2 separate regions of the Mus musculus genome follow, and region 1 is linked to region 2. Evidence: chromatin contacts called from public Hi-C data. All regions are on one chromosome and are shown on one strand. Each heading gives the region's core, a stretch centred on a gene start, on an enhancer-like site or on the middle of the called end of the contact. The rest is flanking DNA. Distances are from core to core; before and after follow the strand shown.

What was found. Hi-C and Micro-C count contacts between places; a contact is called where the count stands out from the background.
Region 1: a contact with region 2 is called in a Hi-C map of bone marrow-derived macrophages, with 19 read pairs. The contact joins two enhancer-like sites. A contact is called at or near these places in 3 of 15 datasets of contacts at CTCF or cohesin (embryonic stem cells, large pre-B cells and stem cell-derived epiblast-like cells), 12 of 484 Hi-C or Micro-C datasets (bone marrow-derived macrophages, cerebral cortex, cortical neurons and 8 more), 6 of 115 datasets of contacts at active chromatin or transcription factors (bone marrow-derived macrophages, embryonic basal ganglia, embryonic stem cells and 3 more) and 1 of 9 other capture datasets (embryonic stem cells).

Annotation. Positions count from the first base shown.
Region 1 is chr13:112,255,920-112,261,810 of GRCm38.p6, reverse strand. No RefSeq gene overlaps it. Among named protein-coding and RNA genes, the nearest start is that of Ankrd55, 30 kb to the left of the region's middle. Within about 2 kb of position 3,065, at least 42 of the 459 cell types and tissues checked have an H3K27ac peak or open chromatin away from gene starts, as enhancers often do. A contact at or near this core is called in bone marrow-derived macrophages, where this site is marked.
Region 2 is chr13:111,891,787-111,898,131 of GRCm38.p6, reverse strand. No RefSeq gene overlaps it. Among named protein-coding and RNA genes, the nearest start is that of Gm15326, 27 kb to the right of the region's middle. Within about 2 kb of position 1,596, at least 63 of the 459 cell types and tissues checked have an H3K27ac peak or open chromatin away from gene starts, as enhancers often do. A contact at or near this core is called in bone marrow-derived macrophages, where this site is marked.

The sequences.
Region 1 (5,891 bases), core at 1,816-4,315, 360 kb before region 2:
ATGTGTTTGCAATGTTATTCTCTACTTCAAATGCAGACGAGGGCACCTGTGCTCCCTGGAGACTAGGTGAGTTTCTCGGGCCTTTTGTGCGTGCACTGGGGATCCTGGGGGTTAAATGTCACTCCTCTAAGAGAGCAATGCATCTTTCACCACATCGAAGAGCCTAATCCCACACTTTGTTTGAGCAGAGAAACAGGAGCAGAAAGCGTAAGAAGAGTTCTTAAGAAGTTCTTAAGAAGAGAGACTGGGTTTTGTGGCTGAAAGCTGACACCTAAAGAAGCAAAGAGGAGTCAGTCAGGCCTTACTGGGAAATGTGAGGTTGGCGGCCTGGGATCCCAGCACTTAGGAGAGGCAGAGGGAGGAGAGCTGAGATGAACCAGCACCATGAGCACCAGGGCGAGAGATGTCATAGAAACACCAGACTGGATGGATGGGTCGGATGCTGAGCACACCCATAGATGGAGCATCCTAACTCCATACGGCGCTCTGTGGCCTCAGACTTCACTGAAAGCTTTAGCCCCCTTTGGAGAGTCAGTGCCTGACCCAGGCCTGCTTGGTTGCTGTTTAGTGGTTTAGCTTCACCATGGACATCAGAAGAAAGTATGTGCCTTGGGTGACGATGTCACAGAATAGGTGGTGGAAGGAGATATAGTATTAAATCTTTGAAAAACGTATATATGTATTCAATGTACTGTAATCATATCCACTCTTCAATACTTCTCTCAAACTACCTCAGAACGCCACCAGCCCACCCTCCTCCCAATTTCATGCCTTCTTTAATTATAAATACTAATGTTACTAGTAACTAACTCCCTAGCGTCAATTAGTGCCTAAGCATGGGGACATAAAGTAGGACACAGGCAATCTATTATTGGCTACATTTCCCCCACAAATGTGACTCTGTCTCTCAACAGCCATCATCTGTCAGTGGCTTCGATGTTAGAAATGGAATGTTAGTTCCATCATGTAACCCCCTCTCCATCCATGCTGGGACTTTGACTGGCTTGATCTTATACAGGTCTTGTGTAGCCAGCCAGAGATGCTGTGAGTTAATAGGTGTGCAACAACTCTGTTATGTTAGGAACGCAGCACTTCACGGAACGTAGTGCCCCTCCTTATTCTACAGCTCTTACATTCTTCCCGTACCTTCGTCTGTCATGTCTTCCTTGAGCCTTGGATGAGAGTGAGTAGAGGTGATATAGAAGAACCATCTACTGCTGAATTCTCACACTCACTTGTTCACAGCACTTCTACAAGATCTGAGTCTTTGCATCAGGGCAAAAAGAAACTTCTCTGACCTAGCTTGAGAGCAGCACAATCTATGAGTGTAAATATAAATAGTGAGAAGGCAGCTTGACACATTACCATTTCAGGAAACACCATTAAGTCCCTCGTCTAAAACTGGAACTATCTAGATCTCTCTAGTCATAGTTTTTAACTCAGTTTACAGTGCCAGATATGAAGTCCCTCCAGTGAAATAGGTCTCAAATCCAATCAGAACATGATTGGTTACCACTACAACTATTATGTATCAGTGGGCACAATGCGCTGGCAGGTTGTTATGTGGGTAACACCACATAGCATGTGGGTAAGACCACTGTTTTCTCTTCCTGAGCCAACTTCCCAACACCCTCCAGCACCATGAAAACTAGCCAGCAGGAAGAGAACTTCCTGATAAGTTTGAGATTGAATTCTTGATGTCTTTCAACTAAAGTGTATGGTGTATTCAGCAAAAGAACTTCCCCCTGAACCCCACTTAGTTATGTTGGCAACCAAGATCAAACAACAGCCTACATAGTTCTGGATCCCTCCAGGGCCCCTCTGACCAATAACTTGGTGGGCAAAATTTCATGTCCAGCACTGAAATCTTCAGGAAGGACTTAAACAGAGAAGGAGGATCTAGGGTTTTGGCAGCAAAAGGACCAGAGAGTGAGAAATGGAAAACCAAGCACACTTTCTCTTGGATCATTTCTGTATAGTGCAGCAGAATTGTTTGCCACCCTGAGAAGTACAACAATAGCAGCAACAATAACAGCAGCAGCAGCAACAACAGCAACAACAACAACAGCAACAACAGTAACAGCAGCAATAACATCATCATCAACAATAACAAAACCAAGTCAAGGTGTGCACAGGCTAGATCCAGCCCTTCAGGTTACACACTGAGACTTGGCCATCTAGAGATGCAGTGCACTGCAGCAGCCAGTTGGGGTCAGAGGTGCTTCATCTCAGAGAGCATCCAGGCTTTGCCTATAGCTAGCTCTGTCTTTAATTTCTCAAACTTGCAAACCCTCTACAGTCAGAAAGCCAGTTTAAATTCTCTTGGAGTTTACATTTCTGACCAGGTAGAGCCGATGCCTGGGAAGAAAGAAGTGTCTGATCTCATGGGCCTTGGCGAGGAGATTGGTTTCAACTTTAAAACACTGAGAGTTTTGAGTTTTGTCCACTTGTTCTCGTCCTATCCCATGTACCTCTGTAGATTGTGGATACAGGGCTCTCAAGGACACTGAGCAGTCATGGACACAGAAAAATCATCTCCTTGGCTTAAGCGTGCAAACACCTGGAACGGAGGACTCCAGCCTAGCTTCCTAAATCCTTATCTCCATGGTACCCTGAACACATTGCTTAAGTGATATTGGTGGGTGTAATTGGCTCATAAGTGTTTATAAGCATCCAGGTCAGAATAAGCTTGTGATAACCAACTCTATATATCTCTTTCTGCAGCCTACCTAAGGGATATCACGGGGATAGATAGATGGACAGGATCCATTGTTAGGATTGTTAGGGCCATAAAAATGTGCAAGTGTGGAAAGCCAGGACCTTCCTCCTGTGTTAACCAGCTTTCTGTCACTACAACAAAATACCCAAAGACGTTCAAATTTACAAAGAGGAAAGGTTTGCTTTGGCCATGGGGTTGGAGGTACTACTTGGTCCTATTGCATGTGAACTTGTGTAACAAGGCAAGGTAGAATCATATCACGGTGCCGTGGTAAAGCAACTGTTGACCATGTGGTCAGAATGTGGTAGAAAAGGAAGAGGCAGAGAGGAGGGCCCCAAGGACTACACAACCTCCTACTAGGCCTCTTAAAACGTTTGTCATCTCCCAGTAATGCCAAGTTGACTAAGTCTTTAGTACACAGGTCTTTGGGAGGAGGTGGGGGGCGGCTTTCTAGATTCTAGATATAAACCGCAGTGTTTGAAAGCTGGTTGCGAAACATCTGCGTGCACATCGATGACGACATACATTAGCTGCTCAGCCCAGAAGGCATCTGTGAAAGAGGAGGGGTAATCTCTGAGAATCAAAAGGATCTTCCAGGATAAATCGGTCTAGAAACTATAGTCAAGAATCCCCCAAAGTGATTTTCCTGTCAAGGGCAAAGAAGACATTAAGTCAAAATTTCCTGTAGAATTTTTAATGGTTAGGCGATGGTGCTAAATGGCCCACAAAGCCACGTGACCTCCTTCCCTTTCTAATCCTAATCTTAGACCTTGAGAAAAATCTCAAACCTCTTTAGAAAGAGGCATTATTGTTTCTACAAAGTGTGTGTATGTGTGCGTGTGCGCGTGCGCGTGCGCGTGTGCGTGTGCGTGTGTGTGTGTGTGTGCGTGTGCGTGTGTGTGTGTGTGTGCGTGTGCGTGTGTGTGTGTGTGTGTGGTGTGGGGGGGGGAGTGAAGTTGAGGGACACCATCAGAAGGAAAGAGTGGCTATCTTTCTCCTTTGTGTCACATCAGGGACCATTGAACAATGTATGTTTGCTCATGTTTGTACAACGCAAGAATTTAAACCCATAAAATCAGCTTTGCTTAGGGGAGACAGTTTCACAGGCATAGATGATCATCCTTGCCGCTCCTTCAAAGTTGCTGGGAGACATGGTCAACGAGTCTGCTGGAGTGTAATGTTTAGAGCATTTTATTCACAGGGAGCATTTTAATCTACATTTTTATTGTTGTAATTAAGTGATTTGAAAGACATTATAGACCTGGTGGTGTTCTGGGTGTTTTGGGAAGATGGCCAAATACAGATGGCAACTCATTGGCTCTCTTTATGTAGCCCTGGCTGGCCTGGAACTCACTATGGAGACCAGGCTGTCCTCTAATTTAGAAATCTACCTGCATCTACCTCCTGAGTGCTGGAATTAAAGGTGTGTGTGATGATGCCTGTCTGCTGAGCTGAGTACTTCAAACTGATCTATGGGACTTGAAGTTAGCTTTAGGAAAAGAATTAACGAAGAAATCAACGACCAGTGAAGGCCTGGAGAAACAGAAGTCAAGAGGTGGAGTTGTTGCTCTGAGGATAATCCAGGGCTGAGTAAAGCTTTCTGGAATCACCAATCTAAGGCTGGCTTCTCAGAGGGGCATGAAAAGGCTGGTTCTGGGGTCTCTGAAAGCTGGAGCCAACTGCTGCTGCTGCTGCTGCCCCTGCTGCTACTACTACTACTACTGCACCCACAGGAAGAGCAGTAAACAGAAGGATTGGGTCCGTGCACTTCGGTCCTCACATCCTAAGCCACCCTAAGCTAACTGAGGTACTTACCTTTCTGTGCCTGCTTTCTTTTTCTTTTTTTCCACTTAGCACAATGATTTCTGGTTTCACCTATTTTCTTGCAAATGACAAGATTACATTATTTCTATGGCTGAATTGCACTCCACAGAGCACATGTATTTTGGTGTCTTATGCATGAGTCGTGCTGTGGTGAACACTGGCATGAAGATGCTTCTTGATAGACTGCTTTCATTTCCTTTAGTTATCCAGAGAGAGGTCTGGTTGCAGGACCGTTTTGTAAGTCTCTTTCTGGCTTTCTGATGGGGCCACCACACTGCTTTGCACAGTGTCTTATTGACATTCCCACCCACAGTATACACAACTTCTCTTTCTTCCACACCTCTCTTTGTTACATTTATCATTTTCATAAGGGCTATTTTTTACTGATATCGCTGGTTTTGTTTGTTATTTCCTGACGACGAGTGATAGTGAACTTTTTCACGCAGTGGTTTATAATTTGTGTACATTCTTTTTTGTTTGTTTGTTTGTTTTTCGAGACAGGGTTTCTCTGTGTAGCCCTGGTTGCCCTGGAACTCACTCTGTAGACCAGGCTGGCCTCGAACTCAGAAATTCACCTGCCTTTGCCTCCCAAGTGCTGGGATTAAAGGCATGTGCCACCAAGTCTGGCATGTACATTCTTTTAAGAAATGCCTATCCTTACCCTCTTTTCTCATTAGGTTGCTTGTTTTTATATTTCCTGTTTTTGATTTTTTAAAAAAAGTTTCTTGTGCATTCTTCATGCTAAGCTCTTGGCAGAAGTATAGCTTGCAAATATTTTGTCTCTTCTTGTTTGTTTGTTTGTTTGCTTGTGGGGTTCTTTTGTTGTTGTTGTTGTTGTTGTTTAAATCTCTGACAATATTTACTGTGGCATAATGTTTAGGGCTATTTTGGCACTTTTCATTTTACCTACCTAGGGCTATTCTCCTCTTTGGCATTAGCTACCATCTTATCTCTTCGAGTTTTAATTTTTATGATTATTTTTCTCTCTGAGGTACTCAAACTGGAAAGAAAGCACTTTGCACATATTGAGGAAAACAAAGGAGTCTGTGAAAACTGACAAGCTACATTCTACATCAAAAGTCGATCTGGGCCTATAAAGCCAGCTGCTTGGTGAGGTACTTGTTCCGGAGACCTGAATTTGATGCCCAGCTCCATGGTGGATGGAGGGTGGGTGGGGGGAGGCTGGAATCTGGATTCAGTGGACGAGATTTGTAACTCTAGCACCAGGGAGGCAGGGACAGATGGCTCTCTGGGGCTTACAGGCTAGCCTTCTCGGAGCTTCAGGTCCAAGTGAGAGATCTTGTCTCCACAGGGCTCATCTCTTACCATCTGACGTTGCTTCTCCATC
Region 2 (6,345 bases), core at 347-2,846:
CTGTGAGATCTATTGTTGATAGACTAGAGACTTGCCTGTACAGTTCCTTTTATGTAAACACAACACATTCATGTCTCCACCTCCTTTCCTTACATCTTCCCTGGTATCACCTGCATCCCACACTTCTATAATTAGCACAAAGGCCTGTAGCTACCTCATACCACTAAGCATAAAGGAAAAAACAAATATTAACCCAGCATTGCCCCAAGCTTGGTGCTTAAAAATAACAAATAAATAACTTGATATCTCAACCCGAAATTATGACTGCTAGTGCAACAAGAACCTCCCAGAATCTTTATGACTCTAGAAAATTCCAAGAAAGCCATCAGCCAACTGTTACTGAAGACTGTTAAAAAAACATCTTGCATAAGACCTCTGGGTCTTAGTCACTCACAACTTTTAACCATAATTCTATGATGTGCACAATTGTGGCTATGTTCTTAACAGTTATAAGATGGATACAGATATACTTTTTAGTTTTTTTGGAGGGGTTGATTGGTTGGTCTTTATATGGTTGGTTGAGTTTTTTTTTGTTTTTGTTTTGTAGTGCTGGGATTCAAATCCAGGTCTTTGTGAACACTCCTCCACTGGGCCACAGCACTAAGCCATGGTCCTAACCACAGGGGTGTGTGTGTGTGTGTGTGTGTGTGTGTGTGTGTGTGTGTGTGTTGTATATATGTGTGTGTTATGTGTGCGTGTATGTGTGTTATGTGTGTGTGTGTGTGTGTGTGTGTTGTATATATGTATGTGTTATGTGTGCGTGTGTGTGTGTTATGTGTGTGTGTGTTGTATGTGTGGTATGGGGGGGTGTTGTATGTATGTGTGTGTTATGTGTGTGTGGGTGTTGTATGTATGTGTGTGTGTGTTGTATGTGTGGTGTGGGGGGGTTGGGGTGCGAAGTATTGAACATATTGGGACTATTGAAGCAATTAAGAGAGCTGAAGCTCTACTGGGCTGCTAAACTGCTGTGAAGTCCACACCTTGATTTCTAAACCCACTAACCTGTACCTTGATTTAGAGGTCGATTGCCAATGCAATCCTACACTCCATCTCCTCGGCCTCCTCCCATGCCTGTACAGTGATGGTGCTGATGCACATCTTGTACTGGAAAGCAATATCCCCTCACTCATTACCTCTCTGCACCCCACCTGTAGCGGCCAATCCTGGCTGTCGAGTTGATGGGATCTGGAATCAAGTAAGAGATAAGGAGCCAGTATGTCTGGGAGAGGTATAACTGAGGTGGGGAGACCAACCTGACCTGGACATTCCAGGGGTTCAAATCCCAGACTGAATAAAAGGGAGTATGCATCGAAACGCCAGTGTGTGTGCGTGCATGAGTACGTGTGTGTGTGACCAGCTGCTTCACACCCCTGTCCTATGAACTGTGATCTCAAACTGAGCCATAATAAACTCTTCCTCCCTCCCTGAAGCCGTTTTTGACAAGTATTTGTCACAGCAACATGAAAAAGTAACTACCACATTATCTTATGTTTGTCAAGCCACAAACCTCCATCTTTCTATAAGGAAGTAAGAACTGTACCCCCAGACTGTGAGAGCACAGAAGACAATGCAGAAGTCTACAGAAGGAACAGGAAGGGAGAGGAATGGGGGAAGGAACCTCAGATTCTAGTTTAAGGAATCAGTGTGACAGGAAATGACAAAGGGGAGGGGCAGCTTTAATAACAAACCTGATATACTGGCAGCTCTCTAAAAACTGGGAGCGTCTGCTCAAGTCTCCACCTCCAGTGGGTTGAGGAGCCTCCCCAAACAGTCTTCCTTCCTTGGAGGAGAGGCTGAGAGAAGCGGCTTTTTCATGAATGTGCAGTCCTTTGAATTTTGCCTTTCAACTGCCAGATAACAGCCACACGTGAAGGAATGTGCCTACTTCATCATGCTAATCCCTGCTACCCAGCCCAGATGGAATGGAGGGAGATAGGCAGGCTCTCATCTTTGCACTGCTTGGATCCTATCTATAGTGGATCATTGCAAAGTCTCCAGAAGAAAGACAGAGAAAGAAAAAGGGAAGAGGAGAGGAGGGGAGGGGAGGGAGGGAGGGAAGAGAGGAGAAGGAAGGGGAGAAAATGACGGGGAGGAGAAGAGGGGAAGGAGGAAAAGGAAGGAAAGAATAAAGGACCTACCCTGACCATAGACAGAAATAACCCCAGACAAGTTCATCTCTCTTAATCAAGATAAGTTTCTTGCAGGTAGCTGTATGCACCACCATTTATGTAGCTGATCATAAAACCAGAGACAGTGGGATTCAGGATCATAGCATTCCACCACACTCTTCACCCCTCACCGCACCAGGAGAATGTTCTCAAAGGCAGATTTCTATTCCACAAGCAACCGCACTTCTACCATAGGAAAACCATTCTACAACCCTAAGAGAAGGTATGGGCTTGCAGCCTAGTGCTTCAAGAAAGCAGGAAGACCAAACACTTGCTGAGGGTCCACTGTGAGGGTGGAGCAGTTGCATGTGCCATCTCTATGGAAGTCCTATTTGGAACGAAGATGTTATTTCTGTGCCTGGTGCACAGGCTCTGTGATGAAGAGTCTCATTACAGAGAGTCTATTTACCACTTTTCCAGTTGCTTTGCAAGCTGTTTTTTTTTTTTTTTTTTTTGGTTGGTTGGTTTGGTTTGGTTTGGTTTGGTTTGGGGTTTTTGGTTTTTTTTTTTTGTTGTTGTTGTTGTTGTTGTTTTGTTTTTTGGTTTGGTTTTATTTATTTATTTATTTATTTTTCTTTTGAGTCTTGGCTCAGAAGACAGCCAAAGAGCATAACACCAACCTCTCACCCTGAAGGTGTCCTGGTCTCAATCTCACTCTGTTGGTTGCCAGCCCAACCTCCTTTATGTAACAGGCAGACCTCACTGGGTGTGGCAGACATGCCCGGACTGGAGACAAACTGCACATTTCTTTTTGGGGACCAGCCTTTGGGGGTAACTTTTGTGCAGTGTCATCATGTGCCCACTGTCCCTGGTCTCTCAAGGCAAAAGTTGAAGCTCTGAATACAAAAGAGGAGCCCGGACCACAGGTTGATGTGGAATGACAGTCAAGTCTGGATGCCTGCTTTGGCTGGAGGCGGAGGAGGAGGCGGAGGCGGAGGCGGAGGCGGAGGCGGAGGCGGAGGCGGAGGCGGAGCTCAGCGATCAGCTAGGTGCTCACCTACCATGCACCGCTGGGTCCCTTGGGTTCCAAGCACAGGAGCACAAAGGTTGGTTGGAAGGAGACCAGAGCCTCGTCATGGGATAGTTATAGATTGTGCCAGTTGGGCGGGCCTTCCAGAGTGGCTCTTTGGTCCATCAGAGGAAGTTGGGGTGCTGACTGACAGGAGCACTGTAGGCAGGAGCACCTCATGAAACAGATGAGGGTGCTACACAAATGTGGTCCAGAGGCACTCTGTCCAGTCAGCAACCCTAGAAGACTCGCTTCAAGCAAACAGGTGGCTTCTCCAGGAGTGAACCGCTTCTTCGAAAGAGTTTAAAAACATGTGGCTAGCTCTACCGAGACTGGTTACTATCATTCTCTCGGTGGTTTTGAGATTATTGTATTTTCCTCTTCCCTTTCCTCCTTCCAACCCCTTCCTTTGCTCTCTTTCAAACACATAACCTCTGTTTCTTTAACTATTGTTACATATGCATATGTGCTTTGCATAGCCATATTCCTAAGTATTTAACTGCAGCCTGCCGGGTTAGTACAACATACAGGTCTTCCTTGCTGACTGTTTAGTATGCGATAACCAGGCAACTAAGGAGTGAGTGAGAGAAATCGTCTCCCTCACAGAAGAGCTCATCAGGAATGCATTTTTAGAAAGAAAAATGTCTATGCTTTGGAGAGTCTGTAGCTGACCTGCTACAGCTCTCCCTGAGCCTCCTTCCTAAACATTCGGGAACCCAAGTGTTTGCAGGCAGGGGGAAAATAATTATTTTCTTCAGGTTGGCATTTGATTGTAAAGTTAGATTATAATTTAATTGGCTTTCCTCTATGGTATTTTTCTTATATTAAACAAAAACTTCATAAAATATATAAACAGTCAGCCCCCCAAAAAATAAATACAAAGAAAATTAAATTCATGCACAATTTAAAACTGAATGAGCACTGTTAATCTGCTCTGTTTTATTAAAATCCTCAATCTTTTGTTTATATATCTATCGATCTGTTTATATATATATATCGATTATATACATACATAATTATTTTGGAAAATTAGGATCACCCTAACACAGTCTTCTGATCTGTTTCCCCTCATGGAAATCTTAATTTTTTTTGAAACCACGTGTATAAAAGGAATACATAATTGCCTTCAATGGTGACAGTCTAAGCCTAGCCCACTAGGTAGAAGAATATATGGCTTTTTAATGCAGCATCGAGCCATTTGTATTTAATGCAACCCATTTAATGCACTTCTCCATTTTTTCTCAAGTTCAGACACTTTAAGTGCAGCCAATTAGATTTAAAAGAAAAAAAAAGGCTAAAGCGAAGATAATGGGGAAGATTTATGAGTGATCTGAATTACTACGAAACCTGAGACGCCTCTGCTTTTCTAAACAACCACTTATATCAGCAATCGGCCTTCTGTGAACAGGAGATTGCTCGGTTTGTATACTTCTGGGTGAATCTGCGCTGTGCCCTCAAACGCATCAGAAACCTTCTATTCCCACAGGCGCCCTTTGTTACCATCAGAGTGCCTGGTCATTTAGAACAATCTAAACACGAAACAGGTAGAGCACAAGCTCTAGCGAGCAGAACCAACCACAAGAGAACCTAACGTGGTGCGGAGACTAAGTGAATCCAACGCAGGTTGGTGTGATCAATCAGTGGCTGGCTTCCCCGCCCTTCACAGCTGCCCAGCAGAGAGGGAAGGAAGGCTCAAGGAAACCCAGATGCTTCCTCTGGCCTTTCACAGTGTCAACCTTGTTTGAGGCTTTCTAAGCATTTGTGTTGCTAAGAAGCTGAGGGGAGGGGGAGGGGGAGGAAGAGGAGGAGGGGGAGGAGGAGAGGGAGGAGAGGGAGGAGGAGGGGAGGAGGGGAGGAGGAGAGGGAGGAGGAGGAGAAGGAGGAGGAGGAGGAGGAGGAGGAGGAGGAGGAGGAGGAGAAGAAGAAGAAGAAGAAGAAGAAGAAGAAGAAGAAGAAGAAGAAGAAGAAGAAGAAGAAGAAGAAGAAGAAGAAGAAGAAGAAGAAGAAGAAGAAAAGAGGGGGAGGGAGGGAGAGGAGGAAGGTGGTTTATCTATATCTCAAAAGAGCTTTCGGTTCCGAGGACTCCTCTGAAGCGTGAAGGCCCCAGAGAAGAAGAGATGATGACCGTAGAGTCCAGGAGTTCTGCCAAGAAGTGCTGCCTGGTCACCAGGGGGAAAAGACCCACACGCCTTTCCTCTCTTCTTGCTATTATCGTTTCTGCCGCTGTGTAAATGAGAACCAAGGCAACTTAAGTTAGAGGAAGAGTCCCTGAGTTCTTACTGTGGGCAAAGCTTTGAGATTTTGCCAAGGAGGACACAGAAGTCAAGACAATGATAGGAAAAGGACAATGTGAAACAGTAGAAACCTCATCAGGGACAGAGCCAGCAACAAGACATGGATCATGGAAGCTCCCCAAAGCATCAAACCTCCCCCACCCCCCCTTCCCGGCCGCCCCGGACAGCCTTCTCTTCCCTGGCTGGAACACAGGTTCCATTCCAGAGATGGCTCCCACAGAAGGTGTGGCTGTGAGGAGCCTCTCCTGCTACACTGCAGTACATGGGCATCACGTGCACACCACTGTTGTGTGAAAGTTTCCGCTTCTGCCAAAACAAAAGAGGCTCAAAAGAAATGATGCATAATTGTTTTCAACCAGGCAGCCACTCCTCCCTCTCCGGACTTCACTGTAAGCGCCATGATCTTGAGAAGGCCTACATTCAACAATCAAGTTGTGGCTTATCTGAATGGGACCTAGCCTACTTTCAGTTGCTGTCATATGAACTTCTTAGATTCTCCGCCCCCTCCTCTTTTTTTTTAAGATTTCTCAACTCTTGGTTTCATGCCTTTCTTCTCCCCCCTTCACTGGTTACATATGTGGGGTTTGGGGTTTTGTTTGTTTGTTTGTTTGAATGGATTAAGTTGATTTAAAGTCTTCCAGTAACATTAATGGTTCTCTCCTGTGATCTCTAGAAAAGTTCTCTTTCTATGATGATGAATTTACAGAGTTACTGTTTGATTTTAATAAATCACTTGTGTTTGCAGCTATTCCCATTAACAGACAGAAACATTCCTAAGCGAAGTATAAAGATTAAAAAGTTTAGGCAGGCCGGGCGGTGGTGGCACACGCCTTTAATCCCAGAACTTTGGAGGCAAAGGCAGGCAGATTTCTGA